Linked DNA regions of Oryctolagus cuniculus: region 1 is linked to region 2. The links are chromatin contacts, called in public Hi-C maps. All regions are on one chromosome and are shown on one strand. The core of a region is the stretch at or near the end of the contact, and the rest is flanking DNA. Distances in the headings are between cores, read along the strand shown.

Region 1 (4,973 bases), core at 2,311-4,810, 40 kb after region 2:
TGAGAGGTAAAGTTTTCCCTGCACCCTGGCCCTTGTTTCGAAGCACTTAACGAGAGCAGGAGCAGGCTAACACAGATTTTCTACTTGGAAGCCAACAGTCTTACTGACCCTCAGCCCAGTTTCTTTTCAGCACAGTCTAATGTCTGTCCCCTCTGCTGGTTTACATAGTCTATTAGCCAGCTGGGAGTCAAAGTGCAGCTTGTTCTCAGAATCAGTAAATACTTACTGAGCCACCACGCAGCAAGGGACGCCCACACTGATCCGTGTCTTCTGTGTCTTCACTTAGGGAACAGAGTTCAGCCCCTCGAGCCTGGGTTGGGACCCCAAGGCAGCCAAGGAGTTGGGCCCCTGAGTCCCTGAGCTACTGTGAGGAGAGCAAGGTCATGCACATAACATGCTCACCACACTGGAAACTGAAACTCTAAATTCTAAAGAGGAGTGGCAGAGAAAAGTGGCTGGGGACTGTGCCCTTCCCTCATGGAGCCTGTTCCAAGGGAGAGAGGAGTGATGGTGGCAAGTGTCCCAGGGTGCACACAGGTACACTTAGGTATGTTTCTGTGTTCACCCAGGCCTCTTACAGAAGCTGGAGAAGGTGGGAGTGGTGGGCCCTGGAAGAATTGTTTCCTTGGAATCTCCTTTGCTGGGACTTAATTGACTGCACAAGAAAGGAAACCTGGCAGAGGAACAGGGGCCTGGGTGGTGCCCTGCTAGGCCAAGGCCCTGCCCCTGCTTCCCTCACCCCTGTTCCCGCACACCCTTGAACCCCATCCACCCTTACCTGGAAGACTCTTCTTCTTCTTCTTCTTCTTCTTCTTTTTTTTTTTTTTTTTTTTTTTTTTTTTTTTTTTTTTTGGACAGGCAGAGTTAGACAGTGAGTGAGAGAGAGAGAGACAGACAGACAGACAGAGAGAAAGGTCTTCCTTTTCTGTTGGTTCACCCCCCAAGTGGCCGCTACGGCTGGCGCATTGCGACTGGTGCATTGAACTTATCCAAAGCCAGGAGCCAGGTGCTTCCTCCTGGTCTCCCATGCAGGTGCAGGGCCCAAGGACTTGGACCATCCTCCACTGCACTCATGGGCCACAGCAGAGAGCTGGACTGGAAGAGGAGCAACTGGTACCCCAACCAGGACTAGAACCCGGGGTGCCGGTGCCGCAGGCGGAGGATTAGCCTAGTGAGCCGTGGCACCGGCCCCAAAGACTCTTCTTCCAAGTGATGCTTCCTGGGCCCCTATGGCAGGGTCTGGTGACAGTGATGGCTGTCCACACTGTACCTCCTCTGAGGCTGCCACATCTGACCAGCATGGCACAGCCCTCCTGTCTGGCAGCTGAGTTGCAGGGGATGCCCATTGCCCAAAGGCTCTTGGTGGTTGCTGGCTCTGGTCACGTGACTCTCCCAGCTCCTCATCTGGGTAGCCACAGCCCTCCTCATTGGAGGTGCCTGCATGCCCAGTACTTGAGTGTCTGGGCTGTGCAGTCTCTGCCTGCCAGGTTGGACCCATGGCCTCTTCAGGGCCTGCCCTAGTCTGGTTGGGAGGTTACTGTGAAACAGTCCTGTCCCTGGAAGCTGAGGCAAGGTGGGGAGGCACACTGCTGAGACAGGAACCAGTGGTCTGTCTCCAACTGCCAGAACCATGGCTCTTGGTAGTCACAGTTGGGCATAAGACATAGCTCTAAGACCGTCCCTGGACAGACTGGGGCAGGAGAGCACAGCAAGGCCTGAAAGTTTCATTCCAGGTTTGCTACATCTTCTGTACAAAGCCAGAGGCTCAGTGGGAAGGCGTCTCCCCAGTTACATGAGAGGTCTGTGATAGGGAAAATGGACTGGGAGGTGAAGCAGGTGCCCACTAGCTTAGGTGGGCTGGCGGTTCAGAGGCCCTCATGCTCCCTGCTGGTCTCACACAGGTTCCTGCCTTTTGGTTTCTGACAGCCCTGGTTTTGTTTTTTGACAGGCAGAGTGGACAGTGAGAGAGAGAGACAGAGAGAAAGGTCTTCCTTTTCCATTGGTTCACCCCCCAATGGCCGCTGTGGCCGGTGCACCACGCTGATCTGAAGCCAGGAGCCAGGTGCTTCTCCTGGTCTCCCATGCGGGTGCAGGGCCCAAGCACTTGGGCCATCCTCCACTGCTCTCCCGGGCCATAGCAGAGAGCTGGCCTGGAAGAGGAGCAACCGGGACAGAATCCTGCGCCCTGACCGGGACTAGAACCTGGGGTGCTGGCACTGCAGGCAGAGGATTAGCCTATTGAGCTGCGGTGCCGGCCAGCCCTGGTTTTGTTTGTTTGTTTTTCTTTTTTTCTGTCCTTCCTTCTTGCCCCAGCTTTCTGGAGCCACTGCTTCCCTCTTTGTAATCTTTTTGCCTTTGGATTTAGCCTACAGCTGCTCCCTCTCCCCTGCCATGACCCAGGCTTCCTCCTCCAAGAGAAAACCCTCTGAGTCTGAGCCCTTCCCTTCCCTCCTCTATCCCCCCTCCCCTGCTTCCCCACCTGCACATGCACCACTCAGGACCCCCCTGCCCCAGCCAGCACTGCAGCCTGCAGCTCTTGCTCCCTGGCCCCTCCCGTGCAGAAGCCGGACCTTCCCAGGGCCTCTGGTGTGGCCCTCCCCTCAGCTGCAGTGGGGGCTTTCCAAATCCTGTCCACTTAGCTCCAGCATTCATGCTCCAGCCAGCCCCACCATGCTGCACACCCCCCCAACTCCTGCTGCTTGGCCCTTGCTGTGCCCACCATCTCTGGATGTGTCTGTCTCCTGAGACTGGGAGCACCCAGAGGTCAAAAGCTTTTGCCTCCAGTAAGGCCTAGGGCAGGGCCAGGCTCCCAGCGGGCACCCAGGGAGCGGTGGTGAATGCCGTTCTTTTCTTAAAACCTCCTGGCACAGCCTCACAGCTCTGCGGGTGTGGCAGGCCCGGGGTGTGGCCGAGCTGGCCAAGGCTGCCATTGTCGGGCACTGCAGGAGGAGGGGAGATGCGGGTACATTTTTCAGAAAGGGTGAGGACGAGAGACAGGGAAGCTCCCCTTTCCAGGCAGACTGGGCAAGGGGAGAGAGGGCCACTCTGGATGAGCCCTCTGGTGTCAGTCGTCACACTAGTGGAGAAGCCCACACGGGACCCGAGGGCCTGCTCTTATAGCTGTCTTGTTCCGTCGTTTCCCCAGTTCCCAGTCCCCAGCCAGATTCCTGCGTGACCTCGGGCGGCGCCCAGTGCTGCTGTGGACAGCTCATTCCGCGGCGGCGGCGGCTCCTGGCGAGTCCCCGGCGTGTCCCTGACGCCGCCAGGGGGCGATCGGGGTGCCCGCCGGCTCCTCGGACGCCGGGCGCGCCCGCACTGCGCTCGCTCTGCGCTCGCTCGGAGAGGCAGAGCCCAGGAAGACGCTTCTCTGTGCCGCCGCCGCCCGGAGGGGCCACGACTTCCATCCCGCCCTGAGGCCGGCGGGATCTCTCCCTGCGCCCAAGCCGGGAGTCGGGTGCAGTCGCCGCGTGCCCGCGCAGGTGGCAGGGCCATAAGCGTGCCCGGCTCCGCGCGCACGGGGCATTGCCTGGCGGCTCCCCGCGCTCCCTTCCCGCTCCTCTGGCTCTGTTGGCAGCCCTGCTCAGCTCTCGCGGCCGCGCCGATTTCGGGGCTGGTGATTGAGTAGGCCGCACCCGGGGTGCAGGGAATGAAGGACGCTGGAATTTCAGGAGAAGGCCGGGAAGACGCAGCTCAGTTTCCCTGTGTCTCCTCCCCCTCCGAAGCCGCCGGAGCGCACGCCGTCTCTGCGCCCTCGGGCTCAGGCTCGGGCCTGGTGCGTGGGTAGAGACCCAGAGCCGGAAGGCCGTGCGCACACGCGCCGCACCTGTTAGAGCCCGCGTCGCCTACACCGGCCACCTGCCCGGGCGTCCACACCTGTCTTAGATTGTAAAGGAAAACAACACGGAAAAAAAAATTTTAAGATTCATTTATTTGAAAGGCAGAATTTACATTGAGAAGAGAGAGAGAATATGAATCTTTCATTTGCTGGTTCGCTTGACAGCGGCCACAATGGCAGGAGCTGGGATGATCAGCAGCCAGGAGCAAGAGCCTCCTCCCGGTCTCCCACGTGAGTGCTGGGGCCCAAGCACTGGTCATTTTCTGATGCTTTCCCAGGCACATTAGCAGGAATGGATCGGAAGTGGAGCAGCCAGGAGTTGAACTGGGGCACATATGGGATGCTGGGTGCCTGCCATACCACAACACCATCCCCAACAGGAAAAAAAAAAAAAATTAAAAACAGGTTTTTACAAGTGCATGGAGGGGTGTTGCTGTGGCTTTTGGGATAAAGCCGCTGCCTGCAGTGCCGGCATCCCCTATGGGCACCAGTTTTGAGTCCCTGCTACTGCACTTCTGATCCAGCCCTCTGCTGTGGCCTGGGAAAGCAGTAGAAGATGGCCCAAGTCCTTGGGCCCCTGTACCCACATGGAAGATCCGGAAAGACGCTCCTGGCTCCTGGCTTCAGATCAGCTCAGCTCCGGCCCTTGAGGTCATCTGGAGAGTAAACCAGCCGATGGAAGACCTCTCTCTCTCTCTGCCTCTCCTTCTCTCTGTATAACTCTGACTTTTAAATAGATAAATAAATCTTTTTAAAAAATACATGGGGGAATCTCCTCTCTGGGGCAATTATTTTCACATGTCTCAGGTGGCTCAAGACCCCACCCCACCCCATTCACTCCACCTCAGAGCCTCAGCGCTGCTGGGGATCTTCCCTTGATAAGATACCATTTTCATTAAAAAAAAAAAAAATCTTATTCCTTGTAACCCAAATCTCTACCTGTAGTCAAATCTGCCAGAGCTAGGGCTAAACCTTTAAAAAAAAAAAAAAAAAAAGCCCTTGACATGTCCATCGTGGGTAAATGCTGTAACGCCCACTCTGCTTGCCTGCTATTAAGTCTCCCACATTTTGTTTTGGTTTTGTTAAATTGGGGGCAGGGCAGGTTGCAGGCCGAAAGAGTTAAATGAATTTTCCAGCT
Region 2 (5,293 bases), core at 699-3,198:
ATCATTCCAGTTCCACTGCTGGGTTTACATCCAAAGGAAATGAAATCATCACGTCAAAAAAACCTCTGCACTTGCAAGTTTATTGTAGTACTATTCATAATTGCCAAGATAAAGACTACTTTCAAGGATCATTTTTATAATTCATAATAGCCAAGATAATCAACCTAGGTTTGGATGAATAATAGATAAAGAATATGTGGTATATCCACACAATGGAATACTATTCAGACATAAAAAGGAATGCAATTCGGTCATCTGTAGCAACATGGATGGAACTGGAGAACATTATGTTAAGTGAAATAAGTCAAGCTCAGAAAGACAAATACTGTATCTTTTCACTTACATATGAAAGTCAAAAAGTTGATCTCAGAGAAGTAAGAATAATGATTACCAGAGCCCCAGAAGGAGAAATCATCATGTCAAAAAAACCTCTGCACTTGCAAGTTTATTGTAGTACTATTCATAATTGCCAGTGTAGTTGATGGGAAGAGTAACTTCTACTACTCTACAGCACAGTAGAATAACTATGGTTGACAACAACTGGTTGAACATTTCAAAATAGGTGGAGAAGATTTTCAATGTTCCCTAAAGAAATGATAAACATCTGAGGTGATGGGTATACCAACTACCCTGATCTGATCATTATATCTCTTACACATGTATCTGAATGTCAGCTTGTTCCCCATAAATAAATACAATTATTGCATATCAACTAAGATGTTTTTAATTAGAAAAAAATAAGGTTACTTGCACCTAAAGCAGCTAAAAGTAATGGGGGGGGGTGGATTTTCTTGATGTATTTTATTACTGTCTCAGATAGCTTTTCTGGTTTCCCTTCTCTATAAATTCCCAACTATTCTAATTCCCAGCTATGTGTTCATATTTTCACTAATTTCTAATTTCCACAATACAGTTGGAAACATTTAGGGAAAAACAGAATAGCAAGCTGCAGAGACAGTAGTTTTAAAGCTATTTATATAGTAGTGCTGCCACCTAAAGATGAGGTGAATAAAAAAGCAGTTCAAAGGAAATGACCTATCACGTGGAAGACAGTTTGAAAATTTTTCTCACCTGCAACTGACATTCATTTTTGCTGTTAGCTGGATTGTTTCAGAATGTTTTATAGTGGAGCTGCAATTTTCTATGGCAGAAAATTCCAAACTTAAACCTTTTTGAGTTCCCTGTGGTTCTTTTCAGCCATTAGGCAATCACCTATAACAGTTAAGAGCGAGTCAAGATACCTGAAAGAAAACAATTGAGGGATTTCTGGGTTAGTGGACAAAGGAAGTGATAAACAGACCTAATCTTTTTCCTTCCATCATTGACAGACCCCTTGAAAACCTGAGCAAACTTACATTTTGGTAACTCAGTTTTGCTCATCCACAAGATGGGATTAATGACACTTTCCTCCAACTTGTCACTAGAGAGGCTCCTTGGAAAATGCCCTACAACAAGCGAGTCTAAAAGTCGACTTTTGCCTACTAAAAGAGATTTTGCGATGTACCTGTGAAAAACTCCAAAATAAGATACAGGCAGTTTTAAAGTTTGGGAGTATGTTCCTAAACCACAGGTTGGCCTCTTGAGGATCTCTTTAAATTATAAAGATGGTGAAGACGGTTCTTTTTATTTTGCAGTAGAGAATTATTAGCCCATCCACGTTACTTCTACCGACGTGGTGTTGAAGGACGGACATGCGACAGCATAAAAGGCAAGGAAAAGTTACCTGGCACCAAAAATCTCGTCAAACTGCCCAGGAACTCAAGAAACTGTCTGAAAGGACATTTTACAGTTCCGCACCTCGTCCTTGTACAGCATTTTATGAAAATTAACTCATCCCTTTTTACTTTCTTCCTCTTGGCCCAAGGACACATAAATAATATTTATCAGGGTTTCGTCCTTAGTCACATTCCCTCAAAGGGGCCCAGCTTCACCTACACTGTGTGGGAGGCTGGGCAGCAACCCCACACTTCCTGTCAGGGATTCCTGGGGCTACCGCCCAAGCGAGGTCTAGCCTTTCTTCTTTATGCAAATCCTGCTCTCGCAGCCTCTCCCGGCGGGTGTCCGAAGGCCAAGGTGAGACCCTCCCGGGAGATGAAAGGCTTGCTGCCCCCTGAGAGACCGGGACGGAGGGAGGGCGTGGGACGGGGTGGCCGCGCTGCCGCAGCCGACGCCGAGGGCCCTAAGTCGGGGCTGGCGCAGGCCCTACGGGGTTCCATCCCCGCCTGAGGCTGGCCTCGGCCTTCAGCGGCCGGCCCAGGGAGCGGCGCTCCTCGGGGCGCTGCGGGTGGTGGACCGAGGAAGTGCGGGCAGAGAGACTACAAGACGGCCCCCTCCTCAGACGCGCCTCAAGGCCTGGGCCGCGGGATGTTGGCGCGCCAAAGGCAGGCTGCGAGGGCGCGCTCACGCGCGGGAGGCGGGCGGGGGGGCACGGAGGGAGCGCGCGCGGCGGCGGCGGCGGCGGCGCCGCGGCAACCGAAACGGAGCGACGCGAGAGCGGAGGGCGCGAGCCTCGGCGGGGGCGGGGGTGCGGAGCGCCGAGCGCCGAGCGCGCGCTGACGTCGCCCGGAGTCACGCACGGAGCGCCGGGTTACGCGCCGACGTCTGGCTGCCACGACTTGCCGTCTGCGGCGGCGGCGGCGGCGGCGGCAGCGGCGACGAGCGGATCCCGCAGGGGAAGGAGGAGGAGGGAGAGCCTGAGAGGCTGTGAGTGAGCGGAGAAGCAGGGCGTGCGCCGGGCTTGCCCGCGGGAGGGAGAACGAGCGAGAGCCGAGCCAGCCATCCGAGCCGCCTCCTCCTCCTCCCCTCGGCGTCCCGCCCCCGCCTGCCAGCCCGCCCTCCTCCCTCAGCCCGCAGAGCCCGAGTGAGGCGCAGCTCGGCTCGCGCCGCTGTCCAGGACAGGTGTGCGCGCGCGCGCCCTCCTCCCCTCCCCCCGTCCTCGCGCCGGCCTAGCGCCCGCCTCGCGCGCGCCCTCCCTCACCTGCGGCAGGACAGCGCCCGCCCGCCCGCCCGCCCGCCCGGGTAAGCCCCTCGCGACCTTCCCTGCGGCCACAGCTCGAGGTGCCGCCCACCCCGTCCCCTCTAATTGCCCTCTCCGCTGAGGAATGATGACTGTACCATTGCAGACATCCCCGTACCTCCCCTCTCGGGGCCCAGGCAGTGCAGCAACATCACCCCCCCCCACACACACACACACACCCGCAGTGACGAACGAATGAACCCCAACCACCTCCCCCACAAATAAAAATAACACCACCCATTTTTGGTAGAAAAAAAAAAAAGTCCCACCTGCGCCGGCACTGGAGACCACCAGTGATGCCGTCTGTTTAGCAATCCTTGAGCCCCACTTCCCCAGGCCACCTTCGTCCCGGGGCCTGGAATAGTGCGCTAGACGTGGCCGACACTCCCTGCACGGCCACCCTGGAAGGAGGGAAGAGGAAGGAGGGTTCTATGTTGTAAGCTCCACTACCAACCTCTCCTCTCCTCTGTTCGCCACCCTCCCCTCCCAAATGCATACGCTCGCCCAGGATGCGTTGTCCAAAACAAAACTAAAAAAAAAAAACGTTGGTGCTGACGGCGCAGATGAAGCCAGGCCCAAGGATGGGTGGCCGGAACACGGCATTTTTGCTGCCCCACAGCGCTAGGTCAGCTCTATCGCCGCCTCTGCCTTTGTGCGGGGGGCGAGAGGAACGGATGTGAAGCCGGAGGGTCTTTGCTTTAAGAGACAGGGGACCTCCGAGGCGGATTGTGGTGTTTGTAGGAAAGGACCCCACAAATGCATCTGAACTTGGGTGTGGAGAGGCCCACGAGGCTGGCTGGGGTACTTTTTTTGGTTCGTAGCCGTCTGCTTCTGAATAAATGCCACCTTCATTTCGGCTGTCACTGTGGGACCCTCTGGAGGGTTCTCGTTCGTTCTCGTCCCGACCCTTTATGTTCCTGTCAGTAGCTTTGGGTCGCTTTTCGAAACCGTGTCTTCGAAGGGAAGCGCCAGTGCTTTGCAGTCGGCTGGATTTGGTTGGATTCGGTTTGATATCTTTGGTAGACTGTCAGAAGAGAAAGGAAATTTTTGGGTTACTTCAAGACACCCGCCCCCAGCGGCCCCCACCCAACTGACGTTTTTCGGATTGCGGCTTTGGAAATTGAAGTGTTGACTAGAGTATGGACGAAGTTGCTGATCTCATTCTTTGAGTACCGTACTAGTAAAACCATATAAGTGTCAGCCAGAAGAGAGAGTACTGTTGACATTTGCATCGATGCTGTTTGCATCTTTTGAGTTCATAAGATGTCGGGTTCTGTGAATCTTTTATCGAATTTAGAGTGTGTACTACATTTATTTAATTCTGCAAATGCTTAAAATGAAAACATTCGGGAAATGCGAAGGTTACCTTCAAATTTTAAATGATTAATTCTTCTCAGAAATGCTAAACAGTGGAATACCATTGAAGAAACATAATTTTCAAGACTAGTGAACAATAAGAAGGGGACATGGTTTTAGAATGATAAGTGAAATGCTGGTATTATTAGATCGTGTTGTTATTAGACGCTAAGATTTACTTGAGAGTTTCCCTTCATTTTCTTGGAAGACAGCTGAGAGAAGAGATGGATGATTCCTACACTTTAAACATTTGCGGTACAACAAACTAGTTAGTTCTAATGGCTTGGGTCTTTAAGCTAATTGTGTGTTTTAAGACTAGCATCTAACCACTAGCACTTGAAAACACAAGTTCTAATGTTCTCTTTTATTTTGAAAATTTGTGCTTTTGTGAAATATTAATCAGCATATGGTTTCTGCTGGGAGCTCTATAATCAAAACGGCTTACTACTCAGAGGTAGATACCTTCTCTCCACGTTGATTTTATTAATGGGTGTTGATTTTTACTTTAAAAAACCAAAGCTGAAGTAGATTATTTCAGAATCACATGCAGTGAAGGCTGAGGAAAACTGAGGCTGATTCTTCCAGTTCTCTTATGTCTGTTTCCTTGTGCACAATTTTTTGTTGGTGAGAGTGTTATTAGTGAGATTAAAAATAAAGCAGTCTCTATTCTATCAACATGTTTGTGTATTGCCCATAAAAGGGCTCAGGAAAGCTAGGTTTTGTGAATATTAGCAAATTTTAAAGAGAAAGGGAATATCTCTTTTTGATGAATATTTCTTTTTTCCTTAACATGGATATTTTGCTGCATATTACATTTCATTTTTCCTTTGTCCTTCCTACATTGTAATGAATTTGTAAATTTAGTTTTATAAATGTTTGTTTTCAAGTAATAAATTCAAATAGCTGGATACTAGAACAAGC

Evidence for each region. A called contact is a pair of places that touch in the nucleus more often than the background predicts.
Region 1: a contact with region 2 is called in a Hi-C map of an unstated tissue, with 2.6 times the contacts expected there. The contact joins the enhancer-like site here to the promoter of PURA in region 2. A contact is called at or near these places in 3 of 6 Hi-C or Micro-C datasets (ear pinna, psoas muscle and an unstated tissue).

The regions. Positions count from the first base shown.
Region 1 is chr6:27,801,836-27,806,808 of mOryCun1.1, forward strand. No RefSeq gene overlaps it. Among named protein-coding and RNA genes, the nearest start is that of IGIP, 18 kb to the left of the region's middle. Within about 2 kb of position 3,561, at least 1 of the 8 cell types and tissues checked has an H3K27ac peak or open chromatin away from gene starts, as enhancers often do.
Region 2 is chr6:27,763,466-27,768,758 of mOryCun1.1, forward strand. PURA (purine rich element binding protein A) reads left to right here and starts at 1,949. Exons shown (of 2, transcript XM_051843455.2): 1 at 1,949-2,073. It overlaps LOC127490514 (a long non-coding RNA gene), which reads right to left and starts at 2,489. Exons shown (of 4, transcript XR_011389766.1): 1 at 1,356-2,489; 2 at 1,072-1,241.